Regions from separate parts of the Sus scrofa genome. Here region 2 is linked to region 1. A link is a contact called in public HiChIP or PLAC-seq data. All regions are on one chromosome and are shown on one strand. Each heading gives the region's core, a stretch centred on a gene start, on an enhancer-like site or on the middle of the called end of the contact. The rest is flanking DNA. Distances are from core to core; before and after follow the strand shown.

Evidence for each region. HiChIP or PLAC-seq counts read pairs in DNA pulled down with a chosen protein or histone mark.
Region 2: a contact with region 1 is called in an H3K27ac HiChIP or PLAC-seq map of skeletal muscle. The contact joins the promoter of PRSS23 here to the enhancer-like site in region 1. A contact is called at or near these places in 13 of 47 Hi-C or Micro-C datasets (alveolar macrophages, brain, embryonic fibroblasts and 7 more) and 1 of 2 datasets of contacts at active chromatin or transcription factors (skeletal muscle).

The regions. Positions count from the first base shown.
Region 1 is chr9:20,429,136-20,435,083 of Sscrofa11.1, forward strand. The region is part of intron 2 of ME3 (malic enzyme 3); the gene reads right to left. Among named protein-coding and RNA genes, the nearest start is that of ME3, 57 kb to the right of the region's middle. Within about 2 kb of position 1,281, at least 10 of the 83 cell types and tissues checked have an H3K27ac peak or open chromatin away from gene starts, as enhancers often do. A contact at or near this core is called in omental adipose tissue and skeletal muscle, where this site is marked.
Region 2 is chr9:20,600,532-20,607,360 of Sscrofa11.1, forward strand. It overlaps PRSS23 (serine protease 23), which reads left to right and starts at 3,145. Exons shown (of 2, transcript XM_003357231.3): 1 at 3,145-3,370. It also overlaps a transcript of ME3 not described here.

The sequences.
Region 1 (5,948 bases), core at 31-2,530:
AGTTCAGATCCTTGGAATTGAGAGTCTGTACCCTTTTACCAACTTCTCCCTATTTTCCCCACCCCCAGCCCCTGGCGACCATCATCTACTTTTTGTCTCTACCTCTTCAACATTTTTAAAAAGATTCCACATATAAGTGATCGGTCCTTGCATGAAGAAGTATTTTCTGCTGCGTTATATTGAATTTAGTGGTCCTTATTAATAGTCATTATTCATTGATGTTTACTATTCAGGCTTTATTTTACTACATTATTTTAAGTCTTTGTAACAACACTTAAAAATAGATTTATAAAAGTGACGCCTGTTTTACAGGAAGAATAGACTAATAACTAGCCTGAATCATATAGCGAGAGAGGGAGCAGCCAGCGAGGGTTCAAACTCAGACTGTAACTCCAAGATCCATCGTTGTTTCACTTCAAGCCCCTGCTTCCAGGACTCTTCCAATGATTTTCTCTTCCCTGAGTTCACCTCCCTTCTCCAACCCACAGTCCTCCCACAACTGTCCAGAAACATTTGACTATTTCTCTACCCTACCAACTAACAGCTTCCAAAGCCCACAGGCATCCCTCCTAGAGAAGGATCTGGGAGTCCACTCCACACAGCAGAAGAAGACCCCACCTCTCCCCCCATCCCCAGAGCTCTCTGAGCTCATCTGAAAAGCACAATAACAGCAATATCATGGGATACTTACACAGTAAAGATCAATTTATCCCTTGCAGTCTATTATCTCATGAGACGGCCACAGCAATTCCACAAGTGAGAACCGATTTTATAGAGGAGGAGACTGAGGTTCAAAGAGGTCACCTGTCCATGGTCACATACATGGCTCCAGGTACACACTTCCCTCCTGGGCTGGAGTTGGAGAAATGTCTCAGGGACACGCCTTCCCAAGGGTCTCTTTGTGGACAAAAAAGGCAAGGGGTATCTCTGGCCACTTACAGCCACATACCCAAGTCCCATGTGGATGGAACCCTGAAGAAGCCCTAAAGAAGCCATCAGCGGTCAGCCTTTGTTGAGGCTATTCTCGGGGCCCTTTCAGGGCTCTGACATCCTACTACACAGGCTTTCTCCTTGTCTAGTGAGCTTGACAGCCCCCCCACCCCCAATATCCCTGACAAGGCAACCTCCAGGACTAATCTTCACCAGATGCTGCTCAGGCCTCACATTCTCACATGCGGATGATGGAAAAGTCCACCATCCCACAATGGGAACTGATGGCCCTTGGTGCTGATGCCTCTTCCTGTAAGGAAAAATGGAGCAATCTCAGTGGAGTGGTGTAATGACTTCAGCTGGTCAACTGGTTTTGAGTTGGAGGTCACTGGTCTGGTTTGGGGTTATCTGGTGTTTACTCTTCCTTTCTTAATCATCCTATTTCTTTTTCTAATCCATGTGTCACCAGGAGAAAGGAGTGTAAACATGCGAGGTTGCTGTTTTCAGCAAATTCACTCAGTGGTCAATGCCAAACCGGGCTTTGCCTCAAAACCAGTCTGGCAGTGACAACAAGAGCAGGAGATAGGGTTACAGTTCTTGTAAACCAGCAGCTTGATTTTCATTTTGGCGCACTGTGCGTTCTGTTGTTATTGTTATTATTCTGGACTGAGGGATAGGCTTATTTTTCATAACTGGGTTTATGGTTTAGCGTAGCATAGCTACACTAAAACTTTCTGGATAAATTGTGTTCAACTTACATTCACATTCATGAAGAATTTCAGCAATCCACTCTCCCCTCTGAGTGACAGAGTGATCTTTCTAAACTGCAAATGTAATTACGCTACGTTATTTGGGATATTCTGGTCAAAAATCACTTTTCAGACTTGTTGACTGGGCTCATATTTACCTGGTTTTCCAGCAGCACCATGAAATGGCTGGCCTTTGTTCTGACTCATTTAAATCCACACCATATGGGCCATTAAATATTTTGAATATCACCCCTTCTAACTAATCTCTACTCTACCCTTACAGCTCCAAGCCAAGCCGTGACAGAAAACACATCATGCTTTAAATAAACCAAGAACTCTTATTTTCGCACCCCTTTGCCTTGAATTTCCCAAACTTCCCCTAATTCCTCTCATCCTTTGGTGTTCTCAGGTCTGTGAAATCTTCCCTAACCCCTTCTTCTCTCCCTTTCCCCACCATGCACACTGTTAGTCATTCCTTCCTCGATTCCATAGTACTATCTAACACCAAGGAGTTAAGAGACATAGTTTCTTCACCACAGGTGAAAATAACCCCTCAAAGTCAAGTCAAAATCATCAAAAGAAAGCAAACCAGGAGTGTCCGTCCTTCCCATAGAGATTTACAGAATCTTAGAGGTGGAAGGGACCTAAGAGGGTCCTTCCCACCCGCTTCTGCAGTTCCCTTGATAGATGTTTCTTCAGCTTCCAATCAAGTGCTTCTAGAGATGGAGAAGTCATTGTTTTTCTTTACATTGAGCACAGTGGATCTTGCAGTAAACTCTGCTCCTATGCCCTGGGTCTACCTTCTGGAGATGCAGAATAAGTCTATTTCTCATTCTACTTGATGGCCCTTCAGGTATTTCAGGAGGGCTCTCATCTGCCTTCTGTCCTTCAAAAAGAGACTAGGGTCCCCAAATCATTTTTTCCTGCACCCTAGAATGAGGATTGTGCCATGATGTCCCCTTTAGCCACATGTACCTGTCAGGTTATTTCCCAAATGCTTGGCCACAGGCTGTTGTTTGGGAAGAACATAAATACATTCTATTTCAGAACTGATTACTTTGAGCATAAGCATTACATCCCTTTAATACAAGGGTATATCTGAAGAAAAATTGAGAAATAACAGGAGGTATTTCTTAGAGAGATAAGGAAAATACCAAACATTCTGCAATGGATCTAGCAGATTACAAGTTCAGCTGCAGCTCATTATTTGTGAAATGTTATGCCTTTTCCTTACAGAGGGACAAAGAAGCAGCCAAAAGATAAGGCTCTATGTCTCTCAGAGTCCCTGCACGCTGGCTTCATTTTGGAAAAAATTTCTAGGAGGGGCCACTGTGGGGAGCTGGAGACCACTCTGAAATGAAAGCTAATTCTAGGAAAATTAAGTATGCATGTGGTGAAAGCAATGTGGGCAGCATCTGAATCTATTTTGGAAAATGATCCTGGAATTTTCCTCTGAGAATCCACTCACGAGAGTGATGTTTTCAGGTATGATTTAAATGCAGTTTTGCCTAGAGGCACAGCAATGTACTCAAATACCCTCTAAGCTCCCTCTAGAGGTTCAAGGGTGCAGCTGCCAGCAGAACTTCTGGGTCTGGAAGCCTGTCCTGTGTCCAGAAAAAGGAGGAGGGGTGTCAAGGGACACACGAGGAATTACCGAGTGTTTCTGTTAATTAGGCACAAATCTGTTAGTTGAAAAAAAAAAAAACGGAAAACAAAACAAAACCCCATTCTTTAAGTAATGTTTGGCTGAGATCAAATATAGCCTGTACAGCCAAATCATGAATACACATTCATACAGAAGAGGTAGTTACTAGTAATATTCTAAAATTTCAAATTAGGTAATAGGCTGATGCTTCACAGCACAATGAAAAAAGCAAAAATTCGGAATAGCTTCCTAATGTGCTGACATCTAAAGTGGCACGTGTCTCTGGGTTCATGAGTGAGAGCAGCAGTACAGTCATCATGACAGCCCCCAACTGCTGAGCACTTATTATGGGACAGGCATTGTGCTAAATAAGTTCCCTGCATTTTCTCATGTAATCCTCACAAGCCCCCTTTTAGATAAATACTGTCACTACCCCAATTACAGATCAGGAAGCAGGGACTTACAGGAGTTAAATCCTTTGTGTAAGTTTATGCAGTTCACATGTGGTGATGCTAGTGGTTGGAACTCCGGGCTATGCTCTTAAACACATTAAAATAGTGCTTTCTCATTGGAGGACACTGCACTCATCAAGAGTAATGACTAGTCCCAGGCACCCAACCAGCAGTAGTGCCATTAATGAGGGGCTTGATGGAGAGTGTACATATAACGTCTGGTCCATCATGAATATTCAGGGGATGCATCCCCTCTGGAATGATCACTAATCTGATTCCATGTGTCCTGAGTCTTCCAGAGCACAGAGAGCCCTGGGAGACAGTTCATGTCATTTAAGCTCTACATCCTGTCACCTAGACCTGTATGCTGCCTAGAATGGGTGCTGAGTACTCATTTGTTAAATCAATGAATAACTGAATGCCATTGCCTGTCTTCTAAGAGTTTACAATCTGCTAGAAATGGTAAGATTTGTGCATACACACACACACACACACACACACACAAAACACTAGCCAGAAGTGCGTTAAACATACATAAAAGATATAAACCAGCAATTCCACATTCTTCACTTATATGAAGCCAGAAAAGAAAACTTGCCCATGTACAAGGAGACACGCCAGCATGGTGACTGCAAAATTGTTTACAACAGTAAAAATTGGGAATAACTAAACTTTCATCAGCAGAGGCATGGAGAAGTACATCTCAGCTTACGAATACAATGGAATATTATAGATAGTAACTGAAATGAATGGTGTAAAACTAAGTGGGTTATATGGATAACTCATGAAACACAGTAAGTGAAGAAATAATCATAGTAGCTAACATTTATTTAACACTTACGAAGTGCCAGGTCCTACTTTAGCACTTGGTATGTATTAACTCATTGAGTCCTCACAACAACCCTCTGAGGGCAAATACATCCACCAAACCTACCTTAGAAATAAGGAAGCTGAATGCTATCTACCATTTGCCTGTAACGTGGCTGACGTACAGAGCTGGATGGTTGTTCCATGTACAGCCGACAAAGAACTATATAGCAAGAAATAGAAAAAAAAAAATAAATAAAAAAAAAAAAAAAAAAAAAAAAAAAAAAAAAAAAAAAAAAAAAAAAAAAATGAAACTAACAAAGATTTCCATGTACGCAAAAAGACTATAATTTAAGAATAGAAATTAGAAAAAGAAAAACATAATGAATGAAAAAATGAATAAATAAAACATAAAGTATACACTTTCAAAAAAGTATATCCATATGTAATAAAAGTGTTAAAACACGCATGGGAATCCCCAAATTATGATTGTGATTATATTAGGGGCGGCAAAAGGGAGGGGACTGCAAAGTCACCAAGGGGAAGGGAGCAAGCATCAAATGGATTTGTTCCATTTCTCAAGCTGAATGATTGTTCCATAGAAAGTCTTTATATAATTTCTGTCTGAAATATTTCATAATAAAGAAAGTGATCAACAAGAAACTAAACCCCTCAAGGGCTCAAAGAAACATGATTCCTGTTACTGCGAGGAGAAAGGGACATTTAAATGAGACCTAAAGATTATGAGTAAAACTAGCAAATGTGGAAATCAGAGAGTCACCCAGTGAGGGACGCTGGGCACAAAGGTGGGCAGGACAACTGAGATTGCTAGAAAGACATTCCACTTTCCATTCCAAGGCCCCCGGGAGGCCCAGCCTGGGGGACTCAAGACTCTGGGCTTGGTGGCTCCAAAATCTACTTGGCCTTTTCTCTGTGGCTGCAGAACTGGGGAACTGGGAGGCCCAGGCTTCTGTGCCAGGGGTGCCCCGGGTGGCTGGGAATGCCTGGATCTGCTGGCATCCTGTGGCTTATTCTCAGACTGCATGGGAGGGGGGGTGCTTGCCTGCTGCTCAAAGGCAGGCTGGATGTGGAAGTCTGTTCACAAGCTGGAATCATGACTGACAGTGTTGGCTTTGGAGTCTGGGGAGGAATAAGGGAACTCGCTGCAACTCAAAACCCAGTGACCAAAAGGGAACAGTGTTTCACTGAACATAACCGAATCAACTGTTGGCCAGAAAGCCCAGGGCACACGGGAAGCCCTCAGATGGTCCAGTTTTCAGGCAGCTGGGGCACTGAGTCTGGACAAGCCCACACTCCATAGCTGTGCCAAGCAGATTTGTCAGACATTGTCCTGAACTTAGGGCT
Region 2 (6,829 bases), core at 1,895-4,394, 170 kb after region 1:
CCCGCCAAAGTCATGTCATCAGAACAAAAGACAGTGCTAATACTCAGGCAATTATAAGGGTTTCAGAAGCCCTGTGTCAGGAACCAGGGTCAAAGACCAAATATTAAAATACGATGCTCCTGGTGCTGTATCACTTAGGAAATAGCACGTGTTTTAGGAGCCCTGTGCTAGAAACCAGGGGCAGAGAGCAATGTGTACTTTTTTTTTCTATTATCTCACACCTACTGAGTGAAGTCAACTTCCTTAGTTTGGTATTCCAATTCCTCTGTCATCTATCTAGCTGCAATCTCTACCTTTCCAAGTATTATTTTCTGCTATATATAGCTCTCATGTGATTTATTCTCAAGAATTATGCATTCCTTTTTTTTTTTTTTTTTTTTTTGTCTTTTTAGGGCCCACCTGTGGCATATGGAAGTTCCCAGGCTAGGGGTCAAATCCGAGCTTCAGTTGCCAGCCTATGCCACATTCTCAGCAAGGCAGGATCCAAGCTGCATCTGCGAGAGCAACACCAGATCCTTAACCCACTGAGTGAGGCCAGGGATCAAACCCGCATCCTCATGGATACTAGTCAGCTTCTTCATCTACTGAGCCACAACAGAAACTCCCCAGGAGTATGCATTCTGAGTATTCAAGTTCAGAGCAAGTTTGACATAGAGCCAAGGTGAACTAGCTATTCCCAGGTCCAGATCTTCCAACTCCTGGGTCAAATGAAGCCTTGTCCTAAAGTCTTTCCTAACCCCATGGCTGGGAACCTTCTGAATTCTTACAGCCTTTATGTCTTCACACCTTGGGACTTTACCTGTCACTTCCTCTTATCTTTCTACGTTTTATTATAGCTACTTGTGGATATATTCTAACTAGTCTCCTCTCTAGAATTCTTCCCTAGGTGGCTACTCTCCTTCAGACAGGGTCTGTTTCATATTCTCTCAAGTGTGTATCCTATCCACTCCCCCATGGTAATATTCCATATGTATTTATTGAATTGGTATAAAGGAAGGGATGAGAAAGATTGTTTAACAGATTCGTAGGAAACTAGCTCTTTGATGAGTAAAAAATAACTGACAAACATCTTACCCACATATAAACTGATACAATTGGAGTTCATAACGATAGACACTGAATTTCACATTTTCTCCTATTTGTGCACTATTAATTTTCCGACACATAAGTAAAATTCAGGCAAATCTTCAGCAAAAACTTAAAAATCCTAAATGATCATCTTGATGATGATTAAGCCACACATATGAATATAACTGAAAAAGTGTCTCATGACCAATAGTTCTCTCTGAACCATATTAATAGAAGCCCATAACATGCATTTACATCATGTGTCAGAGCTGACAAAATACTTCTACAGACATTACTTCATTCCTGTTTTACAACTCTGTGAGATCAGTATGATAGGACTCATCAGCCCTGTTTTACCAATAAGGAAAAGGTAAGGGCGAAGAAAAACTGAGCAACTAGCAAGTTTTCATAACCAAAACCCAAGGTTTCCGATCCTGAGTTCAGAGCTCTTCCAATTATTGTGTTACTTAGGCTAAAAGATAACTTCATCTCTTGCCAGTGATTGATTTAGCAAAGTACTTAGGACTGTTGAATTCCTACCACTGTGATATGCAGAAAGGGCTGGGGAGAACTATCACTGTCTTGCTCCTAAGAGAGAGACAGAGGGAGAGAAGATTTTTTTTTTCCTCCTGGACACAAATGCAGGTGACAACTGCAGAGCCAAAAGAGGCAGGGCTGGAGCCTTGAGTGCCCCTCACCTGAAGCCACTCTATCTTTGAACTTCTCGACGTGCGATACTCAATTTCCTGATTGTCATTTAAGCAGGAGTAAGTCAAGGGTTTCCGTTATTGTGTCTGAAATCATCCCAAAAGAAACTATACAGGAAACTTTATGATATATGGATTTGGGGGAGAGAGTCTTGGGTTTGAATCCCCTCTCCAGCACTTCAAAGTGGGAATGTTATTTACCTAGTTAAGCCTTGGGTTCTTATCAGTTAATAGAAGGATATGTGTTCCTACTGCTCAGAGTCATTTGCTCCAATGTAAGAAGTAGTGGGAAAGGTCTGGTACACAGTAGATAATAAATGGCCATTATTGTTAAGATGAACTTTATACCAATGCTATAAATACTTTCACCAACAAAACCACCCTTTTTAAACTATAACTTTACACAAAACAATTTTATTGGCTCACTCGTGCTTTTCCTTCCAGTCAGGCAGGTATTCGAGTCAATACAAACGTTGATCCCTAACAAGCTTAGATCAAGAATACTCACCCTCTAAGTGAACTTCAGTCCCCTGAAGCTTTGGGATCACTGGGCGGAGGATGAAAGTTTTGATAATAAAATTACAATGGGAACTGAGCTTGGAGGGCTGCTACCAAGGCTGGAGTTTGCCTTCAAGGCAGCTATCAACCTTTCAAAAAGTGGCCCAACAAATCAAAGACTTGTCATTTATTTGTTTTTAATTTTCCTGAAGAAAGGGGTTTCAGGATTTAATAGTTTGATTTTATTACACTGTTTTAAAAAAAAAAATGGTAGAGAGAAAAAGAGACATTGCCATCTCTTGTCCTGAAAGAGAAGATGGTTTGGATAACCTCGCTTTGCCAATATTGCTATTTGTACAACTGTGAGGTCACAGCAATTGAGGACTGGGCTGGGCCTTCCTGGGTCTTCCTGGATTGAAGCTAGGGGCCTTTTCCATTTCAACAATAAAACAAAAAATATCATGTCATCTTAGAATATCATGTCACATCACCAGGTGGAGCTAAGTTTAATTGACAGCATAACCCCCAAACTGCTCTGTTACCTATTATCCCTCTGGGTGATGGACTGAACCCCTGCTCAGGTGGAGAGGAAGCCTTCACTCTGGCTGTGCATGGGTTGTCCAAACAGGGCCTCAGTCAGCCTTGAGTTAAGGGACAAAATATTTGTGTGGTCCAGAAAAGCCAGAGAACCCTGGCTGGGGCCCACTCAGAGAGCATGAAGCTTGTGGGTGCAGCAGCTTTAGGGCCATTGCTTAACAGTTCGGTCTTGATTTTTCAGGGACAGAAACAATGATGAGAACAACAACTTAACCGATCCCACAAGATCTCAGGGCTAAGTGTTCTTGTCACTAATTTTAGTCTGCTGGAAACCCGGATAAAGTCACTCCTCCTTCAAGGGAGTCCCCAGCTGCAGCTGCTGGTGTCAGTACTGGAGCGCGGTGTCCGTGGCCCTCCCAGTGTAACCTTCATGGCTCTGTCAGGGTGACAGGCTCCCCAGAAGCAGTCACCCTCGGGGCTCGCCCTTCCTCCAAGAGCACGGGCTGCAGCGGAGGGCCTCTGAGCAGCCTTCAGCTCTGACATCCACTGCCTTCATGTGGGTAAGTCCCGCCTCACCCCCCACCCCCCTTCCTACCCTTGAATCTGGTCCCAGCCCCCACCCCTGGGATCAGGCCGAACGTTGGCTTTCTAGGGCGCTCTGCAGGCTTTGAAGTGAAGAGAACACAGACCGTTGTGGTTTCCCTAATCTGTGGACCCAAGGAAGCAGGAGCCTGGTGACCATTGTTTGAAATAAACCAGGTTAGTGTTCTGAAAGAGCAGGAAGCCAATCACGTCTATAGACACAAACCCTCCTGCTTTCAACCTTGGGCAGGCCGTCCTTACTTTGTTTCAAAATAGGAAAAATCACTATCACTGTCATTGCCAGGACGGCTACGCAGCACTAGTCCTGGTGAGCTGGCTTGTTTTTCATTAACTCTCCCCTCTACGGAGGCAAAGGAAAACTAGAGGCCTTGGCCTGTGTCTAAGAACTGCCCAAACAATCTGCTGGAATCTAAAAGTAAGTCTCAAGTTTAGCGCCTTGTGGTCTGTTTTCAAGGTCAGGTTGGCTGATACCGCTATACAAGCTTTCCTGTTACGCTTATTCAAAAGGGCTCCCCAACGCCTCCAAATGCATCTATCTGGAGCCTTGCACAGTGCTTTGAGCTGGATGTGTAAGAGCTACAAAATAACCAACACATGATACCTTCTTCAGTCAGTTCTTACACCAGCAGCTATCCCAAGAGTGGTCTTGTAAATAATGATAATGATAACAGGGTAAGTAGCTAATGAGTAGAATCAAGGAAGCATATGTGTTCATAAGTCCCTTGACACATTTCCTAATTTAATCACCATCACGCTGGGAGGAGGGTACCGGCACTACTCTATTTTGCGAATGAGGAAACGGGGGCTCTTTCAGTGTGCTGGTTCTTTGCCCCCCCGCAATCTCCACCCTTTACTGCCCTGCCCTGTGCCTCACCCACCGCACAGCCTGGCTCCCTTGGGAGCTGACTTCGGCAGGCTCCAGAGATCAGCGGGCAGGAGGAGAAGAGATCAAGGCATTTCTTTCCCACTCCTTCCCTTCCTCCTGGGCACCAGTTTCCTGCAATGGCTGTATGGGTCCATAGGGGAGCAACTCCTGGCAGCAGGCCCCCCACCTGGGCGCTCAGGTGCCCCTTCGCCCTCCCTCCCGTGCCCACAGCAGGACCCCGCTGCTGGGCCCTGGGTGCTCTCTGTCCTTGCTTGTTCCTCCACCCTGTCCTCATCTCCAGGACTAGCCACTTCCTGAAAGTCTCTTCATTTGAATCAATTAAGGGCAAACTGGGCTTCTGTTAAGATCCTGACTGACACATCCCGCAAAAGAGATGCAGACTGGAGAGTCAAGGGTGGAGGAGAGGAAAGGTATACTGATAATAAAAGAAGTAACAGTGTAAGGGCTATGAGAAAGCTGTGGAAAGTGTTATGGGAAATCGAAGGCCAATAAAAGGAAAAAATACTTTGCAGAGCATGTGACAGAGTGTTAGGCCTTTTTACTTTTATTTTTTGGCTGCACCTGTGGCAGGTGGTTAAACCAGAGTCACAGCAGTGATGACACCAGACCCTTAACCCACTGACCCACCAGGGAGCTCCTGTTAGGCCTTTCAAGAATGCATACAATTAGGAGTCCCTGGTAATGCAGCGAGTCAAGGATCTGGTGTTGTCATCGCAGTAGCTCAGGTCGCTGCTATGGCGCAGATTCAATCCCTGACCTGGGAACTTCCACCTGCTTTGGGCATAGCCAAAAAAAAATTTTTTTTTAATGTATAGATTTAGACACAGAAAACAAACTGGTGGTTACCAAAGGGGAGGGGGAGGGACAAATTGGGATATGGAATTAACAGATACAAACTGCTGTGTATAAAATAGATAAGCCACAAGCGCATACTCCATAGCACAGTGAATTATATCCATTATCTTGTAATAACCTATAATGGAGTATAATCTAGAAAAACATTGAATTACTATGTTATACACCTAAAATTAACACAATATTGTAAATTAACTGTATTTCAATTTTTTTAAAAAAGTAGAATTGAGACAAGTGGATACAAAGGAAACAGTTTCAAATACAAGCAAAGGCAATGAGGCAAAAAAGCACGAACCACGTATCGGGAACAGAAGTGGTTACTCCTAGAAGTGGGATAAGCTAATGGATGGTTTTCTCAAACTGTGCCCAATAGAACGCCACTGTTCTGTGACATGTTACTACCCTATTGGAAAAAAGAATCGTGGTCAAATAAGACCCGGTAATTTAGAAATAAGTGAGTGTAAGCAGGTTTCTTCACTCAGGACTTCTCAGAGCATCTAGAGTGCTAATATGCATATCTGACCATCTTTTTTTCATGGATGGTCTATTAACATCTTCCAGAATGTGGGAGCAAATAGAGTTTGGGAAGCAAACTCCATCCTGTGGGTGTCCCTGGCAGAGTGACTCAGAACACATTCCAGAGGGTTCTGCATAAAGTCAGTGGGGACGTCACACATCTTGCACAGATGACACCTAGAACACCAGCATGCAGCCATAGCATAAGTCCTGAAATGTAACCAGCACACCAAGCAGAAACTGAATTTATCCTGAGTGACCCGTAAGGAAAGAATGGTGAACGGGCATCAAAGAGAAATTCAGATTTATATCCTGGAAAACATGGGAGCCCCAGTGGTAAAATTTCCCATACAGTGAGCCCTGCTCCTAGGGGCTGCACTGGCAAACCAGAATATTTCAGACCTGATATTCTAAGCTCGTTAGATTTTGACCTATTAATTCATTCAATCATTTATTAAGAAAAAACTAATTGAGCCTTTCTGTGATCCAGGCTCTACTAAACGACAAAGGAAAAGCACAAAGACTAGAAGAATGAGGCAGGGTGCCCCACATGAGGAGCTCTAGACTGCTTAAGGTTGAACATGTAAATACATAGTTTTAGTGCAAGATATAATTTCAATATGATTCTCTGAAAACGCAGAAAACAAACTGACATATGTAGCAATGAAGGGTTTGGAAGCCTTCAGAGAAGAGTTGATATTTGAGCTTAAAGGATGAGTAGAATTTGCCAGGAAAAAGGAGAAACCTCATGAAAAGACTGGATTTGAATGTTCAGCCCCCATACTTAGCCACTTAAAAGATTACTCCTTATAAGACAGAAAAGAGAAAATTATATATATATATGGATAAATATAAACATATATTTAAAACAAAAGGATTTTCAAAAAATGCCTTTTAAAGGTATAGAGATTTGGGAGAAATTTCCATAACATAAATGTAAAGAGAATATCAAAAGGTTATTAAAGTGTATTTCAAGGCTGCAGCTCTGCTGCTTCTCCCTGACTTAGAGGAAGGAAAAAAAGAATCTTTTTTTCTCTTTTGTTCTTGATCATGAGATCTAGTATGCAAGTTCGAGTATATCAGAGAAGCCCAGCACTGGCCTCTGGAGACTTTCTGAATTTGACCAGAGAAAATGAGAAACACACAGTTATTTCAAAAT